Linked DNA regions of Hordeum vulgare: region 2 is linked to region 1. The links are chromatin contacts, called in public Hi-C maps. All regions are on one chromosome and are shown on one strand. The core of a region is the stretch at or near the end of the contact, and the rest is flanking DNA. Distances in the headings are between cores, read along the strand shown.

The links. Hi-C and Micro-C count contacts between places; a contact is called where the count stands out from the background.
Region 2: a Hi-C map of seedling shows a contact between it and region 1, with 4 times the contacts expected there. The contact joins the promoter of LOC123448536 here to the enhancer-like site in region 1. A contact is called at or near these places in 1 of 6 Hi-C or Micro-C datasets (seedling) and 1 of 1 datasets of contacts at active chromatin or transcription factors (embryo).

What each region holds. Positions count from the first base shown.
Region 1 is chr4H:302,895,401-302,902,218 of MorexV3_pseudomolecules_assembly, reverse strand. No RefSeq gene overlaps it. Among protein-coding and RNA genes, the nearest start is that of LOC123448536, 280 kb to the left of the region's middle. Within about 2 kb of position 3,493, at least 3 of the 3 cell types and tissues checked have open chromatin away from gene starts, as enhancers often do. A contact at or near this core is called in seedling, where this site is marked.
Region 2 is chr4H:303,173,065-303,179,928 of MorexV3_pseudomolecules_assembly, reverse strand. LOC123448536 reads right to left here and starts at 5,500. Exons shown (of 4, transcript XM_045125466.1): 1 at 4,838-5,500; 2 at 3,250-3,899; 3 at 2,609-2,805; 4 at 1,229-1,856. The coding sequence starts at 5,402. The coding sequence ends at 1,451.

The DNA of each region.
Region 1 (6,818 bases), core at 2,244-4,743:
GAACAGAACTCGAAACTCTAAAAGACTAGACGCTAAGACCAGCAACTTGACATGACAATGCAACCGATAATTCAACTATGCAAGCACTAAAAAGAAAATTGCAAAGGCTCAGACTGGCTTGGACAAAGGATGACTAGATCTAACTATTTTTCTGGTTTTTTCTAGGGTAATAGGTAAGAAAAATAAATATAATCTAGGGATAACTGGAAATTCTCACCAAACAACCTGAAAACTGATACCACTTGATAGAGCACTTGATGTAGGCGAGGGTGTCCCGATCTTTCGGTGAGATGATAACTATCGGTTTTGTGGAGATGACTTTGACGATCTGACTACAAGCGTGCACAACGCCGCGCCTTAGCAATCGGTAAACCAATCTCCAAGAGGTTACTGACCACGTCGGAGCACGATCAACCTGACCACAAAGGTCTATTCCTGCAAGCAATCGAAGAACAAGAAAAAATATGATATTGCAATCTGAATATTGCGAATATAGATGAAGTATTGATAAGGGTGGTGATCCGAAAGCGGTCTTAGTCTCGTCGTTGGACACAAACGAAGTACACGAAGTTGCAATGGCTAACTTTTAACTAAACAAATCCCAACCAAAAAGCTACTAGGTTGATCTACTTATATAGGAACAAGGCGTGGCAGCCAAGTAGGTGGAAGGACATCCCAAGGCAGCCTAAAAGTAACCCTAGATCGTACAAGGCCTATGGGCCCAAGTGGAGGTGGTGCAACACCTTTGGACTTGTTGTTTGATTCGGATTCTGGTGCAACGTCATTTTGTTTGGTCTATATATCCATACTCCGGACGAATTTGAAGGTGAATCCAATTGGGCCTGAAAGCGTGTAAAATCTACTTTGCAGTTCAAAACGAATCACGCAATTCAGAGTCCGGATGAAAAAGTTGAAGGCGTTTTGGTACAGGTATGTCCGTGTAGTCCGAATCTAAGTCCAGAACATGAAAGACCTGGAGTCTATCTTCTCTTGGCTAAAAGTGATGTGAGAGAACTTCTTAAACATAAACTAATTATTTCCTTTGACATGATAGGACCTCTTGAATAGGATCCAACCATTTCCTCTTCCCTTGTCATCACACGTGATTCATACAAGTGTTCGGCCATTCTGCATTTAGGCATAAAATAAAAACAGGTGAAATATTTTTTGTTCTGGATAACATAAATAAATTATTGCATGAGTTTTATCAGAAATCTTCTCAAATAAATACGCATATGCAATGACTGTGATAATATCAAAGGTAGTCATGTCCTCATCAGCCACCTCCTGGTCGATCTCTCCAATGGCCAACTGGAGAAGCTGGAAGCAAGCCACTACATAATCAACGCAATCCTCCAGCCTGAGGAGAGACAAGGCAACATTGTCTTTCAGGAGACCTCTCTTGGGATCGAGCTCCTTCTCTATTCGCTCTGTTTCTTCTTCGACATGAGCAGCATGTGGCACCCCGATAGAGGGATAGAGGGCCGACGTACGCCCGTCCCCAGGATAAGACCGGACGCACGCCAAAGACATGATACAACAATTTCAGGCAAAAATGGCTTTATTAATATAATGGAGTATTACAATACTGTTGCTTACAATAATATTACATAAATCCAAAGCTAACTAAATGGCAGTAGAGGTCTTGATAGAGTGGCAACGACGTCTCCGGCTGGGCTCCATAACTTACAGGACTAGCTGGGTCACGATCTAGCACGACGATTCTTCTCCTGCAACTGGCCACGTCCAAGGCCAGGTGAGTACTTTAAATATACTCACAAGACAACCAAATACATAGCATCCAAACAAAAAAATAACAAAGCTAGCCCTATAATTATATAACAATTATTCTAAGCATGACATGGAATTAACAGGAAAACAACATAACATGAATCAAGCATGTAATCTACCTAACTAGCATGGCAAAGATCACAACAAGTGTTTAAATTACTTACTGTTACCGAATGTCAACTTACTCTCTTCTGGGTTATTCCACAACTATCGATATACTCATAATCCAATCTGAACGGATCCAAATCCCATCACATGGTCATTCGACTACTCATCATATAGCCATCTCTTGGGTAACATATCATGTTCCCGACATCCTGTGATGTTCACAAGATGAGTTCTTCCATCATTACTAACTCTGATATGGTTGACTATCTACTGAGCTCTGGACGGGCTGTCCAATAACGTGGACATGACTATTTGAATAGGTTTGACACTCTGCAGAGGTTGCACACTTTACCCACACTATGGAGCACTGACCTCCTGATCCCATTCGGGTGGACTAGTGTTGCTCCAACGAAACTTATCTGGTCCGTGACTCTCCCATCGTACCACCGGCAATCATCCTCCCCCAGAGTCCTGCCCTGGGTGGCCCTGTGTCCGCATGACACCTGCCACGTCATGGCCAAACTAAACTGTCCCAAACGGGGACGCCGGCACAAACAACTCAACTGGCTCACAAGGTTATCACCGCCTACCTGATCAGGGTAGCGCACGTGCATAACCCTCCCTCTTTGGAAGTACCGGTGAAAGTGCACGCGATCAGACCAAGTCAAGGCCGTTCCATAACGGCAAATGTGGTTGCACCGATCAGACCAAGTCAAGGCCGTTCCATAACGGCAAATGTGGTTGCACGGATAAGCCCGGACAGGTGACTCAAGATCAACCAACTAGGTTGCATTTGTTAACCCAACTCAACTTATCCATCATCGTACCACTGCCTCGACAAATGTAAGTGCTAAACAATAGCATAGCAAAACAATAGTGTTGATAATCATGGCTTGAGATCAAACCCTAATACTATCATGTCAAAATAATTATTATCATGTTAATATGCAAACAAGTCATGGTATTAGATGAAGAGTGATTGCTAGTAGCTACTACCGATAACATCACAGGTGTATGCAAATGCAGGTTAACAGGTGATACAGATAAACACACAAGGTGAAAGCAAAGTCATCACACAAGTTCGAAGCTAATGATAAGAGGTTGGCTTCCCTGGGGTCGACGGATACTCCGGGAAGAAGCGCGATAACATGTCGGGAATATTTGTAGGAGAGGTTTCCCTCCCGAAAGGCTCAATCGGAGGGCAAGGGCAAAACAATCATTTCTACTGTGTAAATATATTATGAAAATGGTATTATTGAAACGGGCTCGACGAGACGAAACCGTGGGCGCTGGTTTTACCTCAATCGGAGTTACAGTCGCAAAGTTATGGTCGTTCGATTGTTAGGCACAGAAACAAATAGAAATGTTTTCATTTCTGCTGCTAACTGACGAACGTCCACAAACTAGCCATTTCGGTCGGCGGGGTATAAATAGAAAGCGTATTTCCGGTAGTACGTTTTCAGTTCAGAGAAAAAGTATTATGGCTTCCGGCCGAAGCAAAGTACGCTTTAAAAAAGGGAACATGTATTAACTTGAATACGATTCCACTTAACCGGACCGCGGGCCGGGGGTTGACTTCTTTTTTCTCTCTGACGGGAGGGGCCCGCCTTATCTCTCTCTCTCTCCTCCCGTCTTCTTCTCCAACACGACAGGGAGGCAGGGGAGAGCGCCGTCCGTCGCGGCTGCCATTGCTCCGCCGCGAGGGAGTGCCAGCCGGAGGGTGCAGGGGTTCTGCTGTTCACGCCGCGCCCGGGGGCGGTCGCGGGGTCGCCGGAGGCGGACCACAGCGCCACCACTGCGACAGAGGACAGAGCCGGTGCCAGCCGGGCTCGATGCCGACGCGCAGGGCCACGGCAACGTCCGTGGAGGGGCGGGGCAAGTTCGCGGTGCCCGGCCGCGTCCGCACGTGGTCGCCAGGGCTCGGGAGTCGACCGGGGCACAGAAGTGGGTGAGGGGAGAGGTTGCGGGACTTCGGCCATTCGAGGGCTATGGATCTCCAAGAGCTTAGGGATGGATTTGGGGCTTGCTGCTCGACAGGAGGGGGTTCAGGAACGCTCTTAAATAGGCTCGGGAGAAGCTTCGCGATGGTGCTCGCCGACGACCGAAGCTTCGGGCTACGCGGTGCCGCGGCTGCATCTTCACAGCGCTCCCCCAGCTAGGGAACGAGCGGGAGAAGCCTCTGGATGGATCACGCGTGCGATGCGCAACTCGCCGGCACTCGAGGACAAGCTAGAACCCACTAGATGTGCCCATGGTGACCATGCAGCCGCGGTGACCATGTGGGCTGCATCTTCACAGCGCTCTAAGCATTGGAGCATGCCCTCCCGAAGACTCCAATGCTTAGAGCTCCGGTTTGGCATGCTCTGCCCATGGTGACCATGTGGCCACGGCGTTGCCATGCAGCACACGCAGCCAAAACATGTCTAGGGTGTTCTCGAAGCTTTCCTGAGATGAGCTGACCCATCAAACTTCATGCTACAGCTCTGGTGTGACCTCTCCTTGCTCAACAAGAATCCAACAACAAGGTGTTGTGTTGTGGTGTGGCCACAACAATGCACCTCTTGGCCTGATCGTTAGCTGAGGTTGACCATTCACTGAGGTCACTATCCTGGCAAAAGTTTAGCTCAAATGGGCATGCCTAACTAACACTTCCTTTGTAACTTGGCAATCTGACCAGAATTGAAGAAGCTGATGCTGGGGTCAATTGAATAGATGGAAATGTCTCAAATTTGGAGGAGACCAATGATTTAGGCATATGGAATCACTGTAAACGTGTCATACCAATTGCATAAATATAAATGGTACTTCCTTCACAGTGCTCCCGTCTGGACATAAACTTAGATAAATTGTTGAAGAAGGATGGATTGATGGAATGAACTAAATTTTGGTGGACAAGAGTAATTTATCATAATGAACTACCCTACAAAATTTCAGCTCAAGGGAATCAAGGAATCAAGCACTTCCTTCGCAAACACGGAATCTGGACAGAATTTGCAAAGGGATGTTGTGCTCAATTTTTGAACTGGGAGACTTGATATTTTGATGGAAATGATGAATATATGGATATTAGAAGCTCCACAAATTATTTGTGATTTTTCCTAGCTACCAAAATGGTAGTTCCTTGGGAAAGGCCCTAAATTGGAATATTGTCTTTAAATAGGAAAAAGGCAATTTTCCTCACTTAGTAATGGCCAATATTTTATGAGAGCTTCATATGATCACAAAGAATATCTCACAAGTTTTCATGACCTTGGGAGATGGATAGATTTCTTGGATTTAATTCCTCAGAAAGGCAGAAAGAGGAATAATTCTGGAGAAGAAATATTGCATATAACTTGGCAATATTTTTGCACATCTAGGGTTTATGAGGGAAGAATGGTCTATGGAAATTTGGGAGGATTAACAGAGCAAAGGAAATGATAGCTCCTTTGTAAACACAAAGGGAGGATTCCCAGTTCCAATATTTCGGAGCTAGGGTTTGAAAGAGGTTCGGGGTTTACTCAAGAAGGGTAAGCTGGCACAAGGACATGGGAAAAGCACTAAGAGCTTGATAATAGACTGGATTCACCTGGTCATTTGCCAAATTCCACAGGAAAATTTTGCAAGAGAAAAGCTAGGAAGGAATACCAGCACAAAAATCGATAACCGATTTTTGGGTGTTACAGAGCAAAGGCTACACTCAACAGAAATGGGGGATGAGAAACGCCAGTCGGAAATTTCAGAATGATCGTGGAAAAGTATTCGGACATTTAACGTTCCTTTGAGCTTCTCACAGTGCTCCACGCTGAAGTCCTCGACGAACTTCTCCAGCTCAGCCTTTTGGGCAGCGGCCTTCTCAAGGTTGGCTTCCCATTGGACGTAATGTTTCTTCAACTCAGCAAACTCCGTCATGGTTTTCTCTGCACTGGCTATCAAAAGCCGATTATCCTCCTCGAGATCCACAACTGATTTGAGTTTGGCTTCACCCGCGAGGGTTTCCTCTTTGGCCTCCTTCCAAGAAGATGCAAGTTCATCATTCCTCTTCTCAAGGGCTTACTTCATGGTCACTAAAGAAATGGAATTCTTCAGCCTCTCAGAAAGGCGATCTGACAAAACATCGTCAGTCGGATAAGGCAAGATGACGCAATGGAGTATCAGTCGGATGACAAGGACATACCTTCATTCGTTCTCTTTTCAATCTCCAGTCGTTTGATTTTTTCCTTCTCCACCTCAAGGCTCAAATGAACTTCCTGCAACTCTTTTTCCATGGCTTCATCGCGGCCAACAGGCCCACAGACATTCTGCAATCAACAAATACAAGAAAGGCATAACATTATGTCGCAACTCTAAGACTAGCACTGACTGCGACAGTCGACGGTAGCCTCGGAAACTACACCCCCACTGGAATGACAGAGGACAAGGGATCCGCTCTCGACTGACCTCTATCAATCAAAACAAAGAAACTGAGACTACTGTCGATTTCTTCAACCGAGAGTAGCCTCGGGGACTACACCCAGTGGGTGCGCTCGGCGTGCCCCCATTGGAAAGATGGAAGAAAGGAAAGGGCTGTGTACCCTACTGGATTCTGTCGAATGTAAAAGGAAAAATAGACTATTGCCGACTGACTGAGTCGACGGTAGCCTCGGGGACTACACCGAGTGGGTGCGCTTAGTGCGCTCCCACTAACACCCAACGGGTCTCCCCATGGACATGCCCACTCGGGACTCCTACCAAGAACCAAATTCAAAAAATACATGCATGAAGAATTTACCCAAAAGTTCTTCGCCATAGATTCACTCGCGTCATAGCCTCCTTTAATCACCCAGCTATCACGTCCAGCTGAGCCAAGGCCTCCTTGCGCGCCTCCTCCTGATCCTCCGGGGTAAGATGGACCTAGAAGAGGCTGCGATCCTTGGGGTCAGACGATGAAGTGGTCAGCG
Region 2 (6,864 bases), core at 4,251-6,750, 280 kb before region 1:
ATCTAGGGTTCTTGTCGGGGGGGGGGGGGGGGAAGAGGGAACTTTCTTTTCGATTTCTTTCGACCGAATGAATCTTCGCCTAGTGGCTCTCATACCATTGATAGAACGTGGATCTACTAGGCATAGATAGATCCGGTACAAACCCGTTACTTTACCTTGTCCTGAGCCGGATGAGCTCCCACCGTTCTCCATCGGTGTGGTGGCGACGGCTGTGATGGAGAAGAAGGGTTAGGCGTGGGTGGAGCTTCCCGTGAGCACCGCGCTTAACCTAGATCGGATAGGTATGTCGGTAGGGGTGTGACGGCGACGAATCTCATCGTTCGTGGCCCAGCACCCCACCGTCCTTTATATAACACGGGTCACAGGGGTCCGCCAACCATAATGGGTTGGGCGCCCTCAATCAGGACGCACAGATCAAGGCCCCGTGGACCGTTGGGCCCACGCGATGAGAGATCAATCTAAAAATTGTCTCCCATTCTTGGATGGTGCTTTCCTGCTTGTCATCGCCCCCGTCCACCAGAACTCTTTTGGCGGCGTACAAGAGCAGGCCAGCTATGGCGTTGAGCTGGTGCTTGCCAGCGGTTCTCTACTCAAAATACAGACACGGGCTGGACATGCCTTGTACGGAGTATGACCAATTTTCTGATTTGTTTTTGAGTTTTTCACATCAAAAAATGGACAGGCTCTATGACCAATTTTTCATATTTGTTTTTGAGTTATTCACATCAAAAAATGGATTTCTATAGATGGGAAAGACACGCGTATGAAATACACGGATTTCTATAAATATAGCTGGACATGAGTTCTACGAAAATGTGTAACTTATTTTCCTAACTGAAATCCAGCTCAATGTGAAACGCAAGCCATTCTATGTGTGAGTTTGATCTTATGTGTTCTATTCAATTTGATTTGTAACTTATTTTCCTAACTGAAATCCAGCTCAATGTGAAACGCAAGCCATTCTATGTGTGAGTTTGATCTTATGTGTTCTATTCAATTTGATTTATGTTTCAAAGTGTACGAATGTTAATCTTATCATTTGCATGGAAGGTGACCTGAATCGAATTCATCACATTTCATTCCCAAACCAAACACACTAATGTAATCATTCCATTCCAACTTTTAACTCAGTACTAAATGCAAGAATGTAACCAAACACACTAAGGGGCTGATTGGATTGTCGGTTTCGTCCAAATACACCTGTAGAAATATTACAGACCTCAACTGGTTGTTTCATTTTCGCATGCAATTTATTAAGCGGCCGATAAGATACAAATGTACAATAAACACCTCTGTATTTAATTACAACCATTCCAAACACGGCCTAATGGAATCATACCATGACATTTCATTCCACTTGGTTTCCAAACCGAGTCCAGTGACCAAGGATGAATTTATCTAAGAGCTTATGAATAACTTTTCTTTGGAAAGGCAGCTGAGATGTTCCTAATTAAGAAGCATCTACTCTTTTCCCAAGCTTGAAATTCTTTGGAGGCTGCCTGGACACGGACAAGAGTTGCACTGAGTTCTCGAAGCAGTGGTGGAAGCCGAAATGCGGGTAGCTCTCGTACCACGTCTCCTGCGGCTCGTGAGTGTCCCAGTGCTCGCCGCTACTGCTCCTGCCGTACTTGTGCACCCAGCCGGAGCCGTTGTGGCCCTCGCCCCAGGTGCGGTTCCACCGGTCCCCGTATTTGCCTTCCCACCAGGTCTCTCCCTGCTTCACGCCGTGCCTGTTAGGGTCGAAATGCTCATCCCACTTGTCGCCCCATTTCGACCACCCGTCGCCCTCTGACCGCTCAGCCCATTTGTCCGTGTATTTTACGCTGCCTCCGCAACCATCATACGTTTCACCCCACCTGCAGAGGATCAAATACTGGGCTTCAGCAATCTTACTCTGTTGCAAGGAGAAAAGCTAAGCTTAATCATATAGGGCATGGAAGTTCTTAGATATCTTTTTGTATTTCTTGATCTCTTAGGATGTTTTCTGCAAAGTTTTCACGATAATCATTTTATCCCGGTCTGTCTTTTAGTGTCCACATGTGTTGCTTCATGTAACTTGATTTTTGATTAATGAAATATGTGGTTGCTCTAAAAAAAACATGTTCTCTATGATTTGATCTACATGCTTATCTAATTGGTATTAATCTTATCTGTGGCCACGACGAGTGTTAAAAGAGTATTCTCGGCAATGAATCTAGTGAAAAATAAGTTGAGAAATAGTATGAGTGATGATCTCATGAACAATTGCTTAGTGACACTCATTGAACGAGATGTGTTCTTGAAAGTAAGCAAGGAAGACATAGTTGAAGCTTTCATGGCAAAGGAACGTCGTAGAGTTACTCAGTGTAGTAGTTGTTACATATTTGTATCCATGTAAGACTTTGTATTTGCAACATTGCAAATTCGGAATATGTAGGAACTATAATGTTGTGTGACTTGATTGAGCAATCTGTATTATATTTTTGCCAACTATTGTATGACACTTGGAATAAGTAGAAAAAAAATTAGGTGTGCACACCCTCCATTTCTTTCCTGGCTCCGCCACTGCATGGAACCATAGACAAATATAATTATTATTATTATAAATATAGCTACTAATGACTCATACCTTTCATGCCAAACATGAGCATGCCCAGCATCCAATGGCGTGTTTGGATCTAAGCTGCACCATTTATCAGCAGATTTTTCAGCTTTACCGCTTGAATCATACTGCTCCCACCATTTCTCTTGCCACTGCTCCCCTTTGCCATTCTTTCCCCACTTGTCTGCCGTCTTCTCCATATGCATAAGACCAGATGTGAAATCCTGACATGGTTTAAAATGCACCACTTGATTAGACTCTCTTTTTTGGGTAAACCACTTGATTAGACTCTGGGGAGACATTTAATTAGCATGTGTCTAGAGTTCAGTTTGCAGACACATATGCATACAGGCATGGCATAGTATCTCATCGATGCAGCTCCTACTAGGTCACACAATGAATGCTGCAATGACCTGAGCAGGCACCATTTGAAACGTTACTTAGTACAACCTTTGTACACTAACATAAGACGTTTCTGTAGTTCAATTTGAACTGCAAAAACGTCTTACATTAGTGTACAGAGGGAGAACTAATGTAATACTCCCTCCGTCCCAATAATAATATGTTTATTACAACTGATATATTATGGGACCGAGGGTGTAATATATTGCAGGTTTTATACGCCACACAGTGAGAAGATAATGCTATCGAATTAGGGAAAAAATCACCTGCCACATCGACTCCTTCCAGTATTCCCGCCAAACATTGCCCCTAGCATCACGACCAGACTTCTCGGAACCTAATTCTTTATGATCAAACCGGTCTGAAGCCTCCCAGTACTTATCTTCAAATTCAACAGAACCATCAGCACTTACTCCCCTAACTACAGTCCACTTACAAACAACACCATCAGGCCTCTGTTCTACACCGGTCTCCTTCCACCACTTTGAACCATCTGGGTCTATCCCATGGGATGACTTATCATCACTAGTACTGAGAGCTCTAGCCGTCTCAGCTGCATTCTGTGAGAACTGCGTCTCAAATGCTTCCTCTGCATCAGCAACAGGCTTGGCCTTGGAATCTGTATTCTCAGGCTCCACGAATGACTGGAAGGGAGGAAGAGACCGATCTTCCTTCTTCTCAAAGAAAGAGGCCACGAACGGAAGGGATAAGAAGTCTGCTGACCGTTCCTTTTCCATTAACATCTCAGGCTGACTGGAGAAGGAATCCACTTTCTTTGATGGTTTTAAAACAGTATTGCTTTCTCTCGGTTCACTGCTGCTGTCCACCGGTGGTAACCACGACCAGAAATCCGGGCCAGGAGTACCAAGCTTGGAACTTGCCTGTTTGGAAGGATATGAATCCCCAGAGTTTGTCACTGAGTAAATAGGAGATTACTGGTGTCAGGGCAGAAGCATAATTTCACATGGAACGGAGGATGTTGTAATAAATAGAAGTTTGCAGTTAAAAAGCACCCCAGTAATACTGATGGTGTCCTTTATACTTCCTCTGTACCTAAATAATTGTAGTTAGGGAGAGGTACAGAGGGAGTACAACAGTATTCTTTTCAAGAATGCTAATACAACAGCATTGCCGCAGCATGAAACTAACAGTGTCACAAAATGGACATAGCCTAAGACCTCAATATCTAAAATCAACATAGTATTATCATAACTGATCCAGTATCCACATCATCTTCAGAATGTAATGGGTATTTTTTTCTTTACTGTAATCACTCTAGTGACAGCAGTAGATACAGAAAAATATAACAATTTTCCAATACGCGTAAGACTAGCAAGTTGCACCGAAACTGTCCCACCCAATAGAATAAAAAATCAAGAAGGACATCCATTTCTGATAAGGGTTAATTTAAGTAATGGGACATAATATGCTTGTCAATTGGTAATGTTCATTCTTGTACTACTAGAATGGTTATGCAGACATAACTCTAGTTTTTGTATCCAACTCAACTGATAAATCCACTTGGCCCTTACCAGAATTATACTTTCCAAATAAGCACAAATGCAACTACACAGTATAGAGACCGGGTGCAACTATGTCAGTGCGTGCTATTGGTAGGAACTGAGACAGTCGAGAGAAATATCATTCATCGCTTCCGTTTCAGTTTCAGTAGACAATTTCACCCTTAATTTTATTGGATTTATTTGTTGGATTGGCCATTCATGCCAAACTCTTTTTGAACTATTGTACTACCTTTGCTTATGTCAGGCTTTCTTTTATTAGGCGAAACACGAAGCTAGTGCGATGTTCACGGGAGCTGCCAAAAGCAAAGTCACGTGCCCCTAGTGGTCCTACCTTTTTCCGAGTTCGACGCCGCCGGTAGGCTATCCTGCCCGGAACCCTGATCCTCCAGCCCCTTTGCAGCCTTGCGTGAATCAAAAACGTTGCCCGGCTCTGCCACTCCGGTGGCCGGCGTCGGCTTGTGCGGCTGCGGCGTTGGCGAGGACTGCGGCGGTTCCTTGAGTACAGCGCGCGCGGCGGCAAGAGCGGCGGCGGCGCGGTCGATGACCTGGGTGCGCTGCACGCGGTCGCGCTCCTCCCGCGGCACCCGCAGCATCTCCTCGAACCGCGCCGTCCTCCGCTCCACGTCCGCCTGCGGGGGCGCCTCAGCCTCCGCCTCCGCCGGCGGCGGAGACGGCTGCAGCCGGTACGCGAGCTCCGCCGAGCGCCTCTCACGATCCACTGCCTTCTTCCACATGTCCAGGTACGAGGGCCCCCCGCCTCGACCCCCATCCCCCGAGACCGCGCGGACAACGACGACCCGCTGCCCGGCTCCACGTCGAGCATGGAGGAGGAGGCGTCCGTGCAAGCGATGAAGGTGGGAAGCGGCGGGAATGATGGAGGCGGAGTTGGTCGCCATTCTGCTGGACTCTGAGTGGAGAGATCGGAGGAGTCGAAGAAGTGAAGAAGTGTGTGCGAGAGTGTGGAGGAGGAGAGGGTGGGCCCTGGTGTCTGCTTCACATGGTGGGGTAGGGAGCGAGCGGTTCAGCGGACGAGGTCGGTTGCTGCGCGCTCCTCAGCCTCCACGTGGCGTCTTCAGCGGGGCCGGGCGCTCTCTGCCGTTGGTTCTCTCGGCTGAATGGACGGGTCGGGAGTGGCCTGTGAATCCAACGGATTCTGGTGGATCCAGCGCCGAGCGATTCCACTGTTGGAACTGGCCAACTCTCACACCCTCTCTGGCTAGCGGGAGCAACGGCGAGAGGAAGATGACACAGGGTGTTTTTTTTTTTCTGAATGCAACTTTTCTCATTAGCTCATAGTTATTTGTACAATCATAGCTGGCCAAACGGGCCCCGTCCAGACACGTATATTAGTCGGGCCGTGCCGTGCCGGCCCATGTGCGCAGCCTCCTGGCTAGGCACGACACGGGAGCTAAACGAGTCGGTCCGTCGGCACGTTAAGCACGATTTTATGCCTTTTTAGGTAGTTTTTAACTGATTTTGGCTTATTGGGCTATTTTATACGTTGTATATATATATATATAAATATGTAAATAAAAAATGTAAACGGGTCGTGTCGTGCCGGCTCGTGTGCCCAGCCTTCAGGCCCAGGCACGGCTCGAGGCGGGCTCCGTGTTTGGTACGGGCCCGTTTAAGTCGCCCGTGCCTTGCCGTGCCGGCGGGCTCGCAGACCGGCCCGTTTGGCCAGCTATATGCACAACGACTGAAACTGAAATCCCCCGTCGCTACCCAGCCTACCGGACGTGCCATCCCACGTCGTACGACTCATGCGAGGTGGGCGCGTGCCGAGTCTACTACAGCCGCACCAATCTAGCTAATGCTAACAGGAAAAAAACTCGGTCTCTGCGTGTACACGCACACGTGATAGAAGTACATGTTCAACATTTCATTCCCTAATTCCCGACGTGTGGTGCTCACCATGATAACGCCAACCTTGAGTCGCATTTCAACGAACTTGATTCGCTCTAGCGCCTTGGTGAGGAAATCCGTAAGCTGTCTGTCAGTCCCAACGTGGTTGACTTCCACCTTGTCGTCTTTGATGCACTCACGAATAAAATGGTAGCATATGTCGGTATGCCTACTTCTATCAATGGTGCACCGGGTTCTTGCTCAAAGCAATTGCCGACTTGTTGTTGACGCGCAGCTTCGCCTTCGTTGAAATCGACGTTGAGCTCGCCGAGGAGCATGCACATCCGCATGTCTTGGCAAGTTGCGGTTGCCGCCGCCATATACTCGGCCTCGCATGACGAGATGGCGACGACCTTCTGCTTGTGAGAGGTCCACGTGATCAGACTGGAGTTGAGGAAGAACACCACTCCCGTCGTGCTCCGCCGATTGTCAACACCGTCGGCGTGATCACTG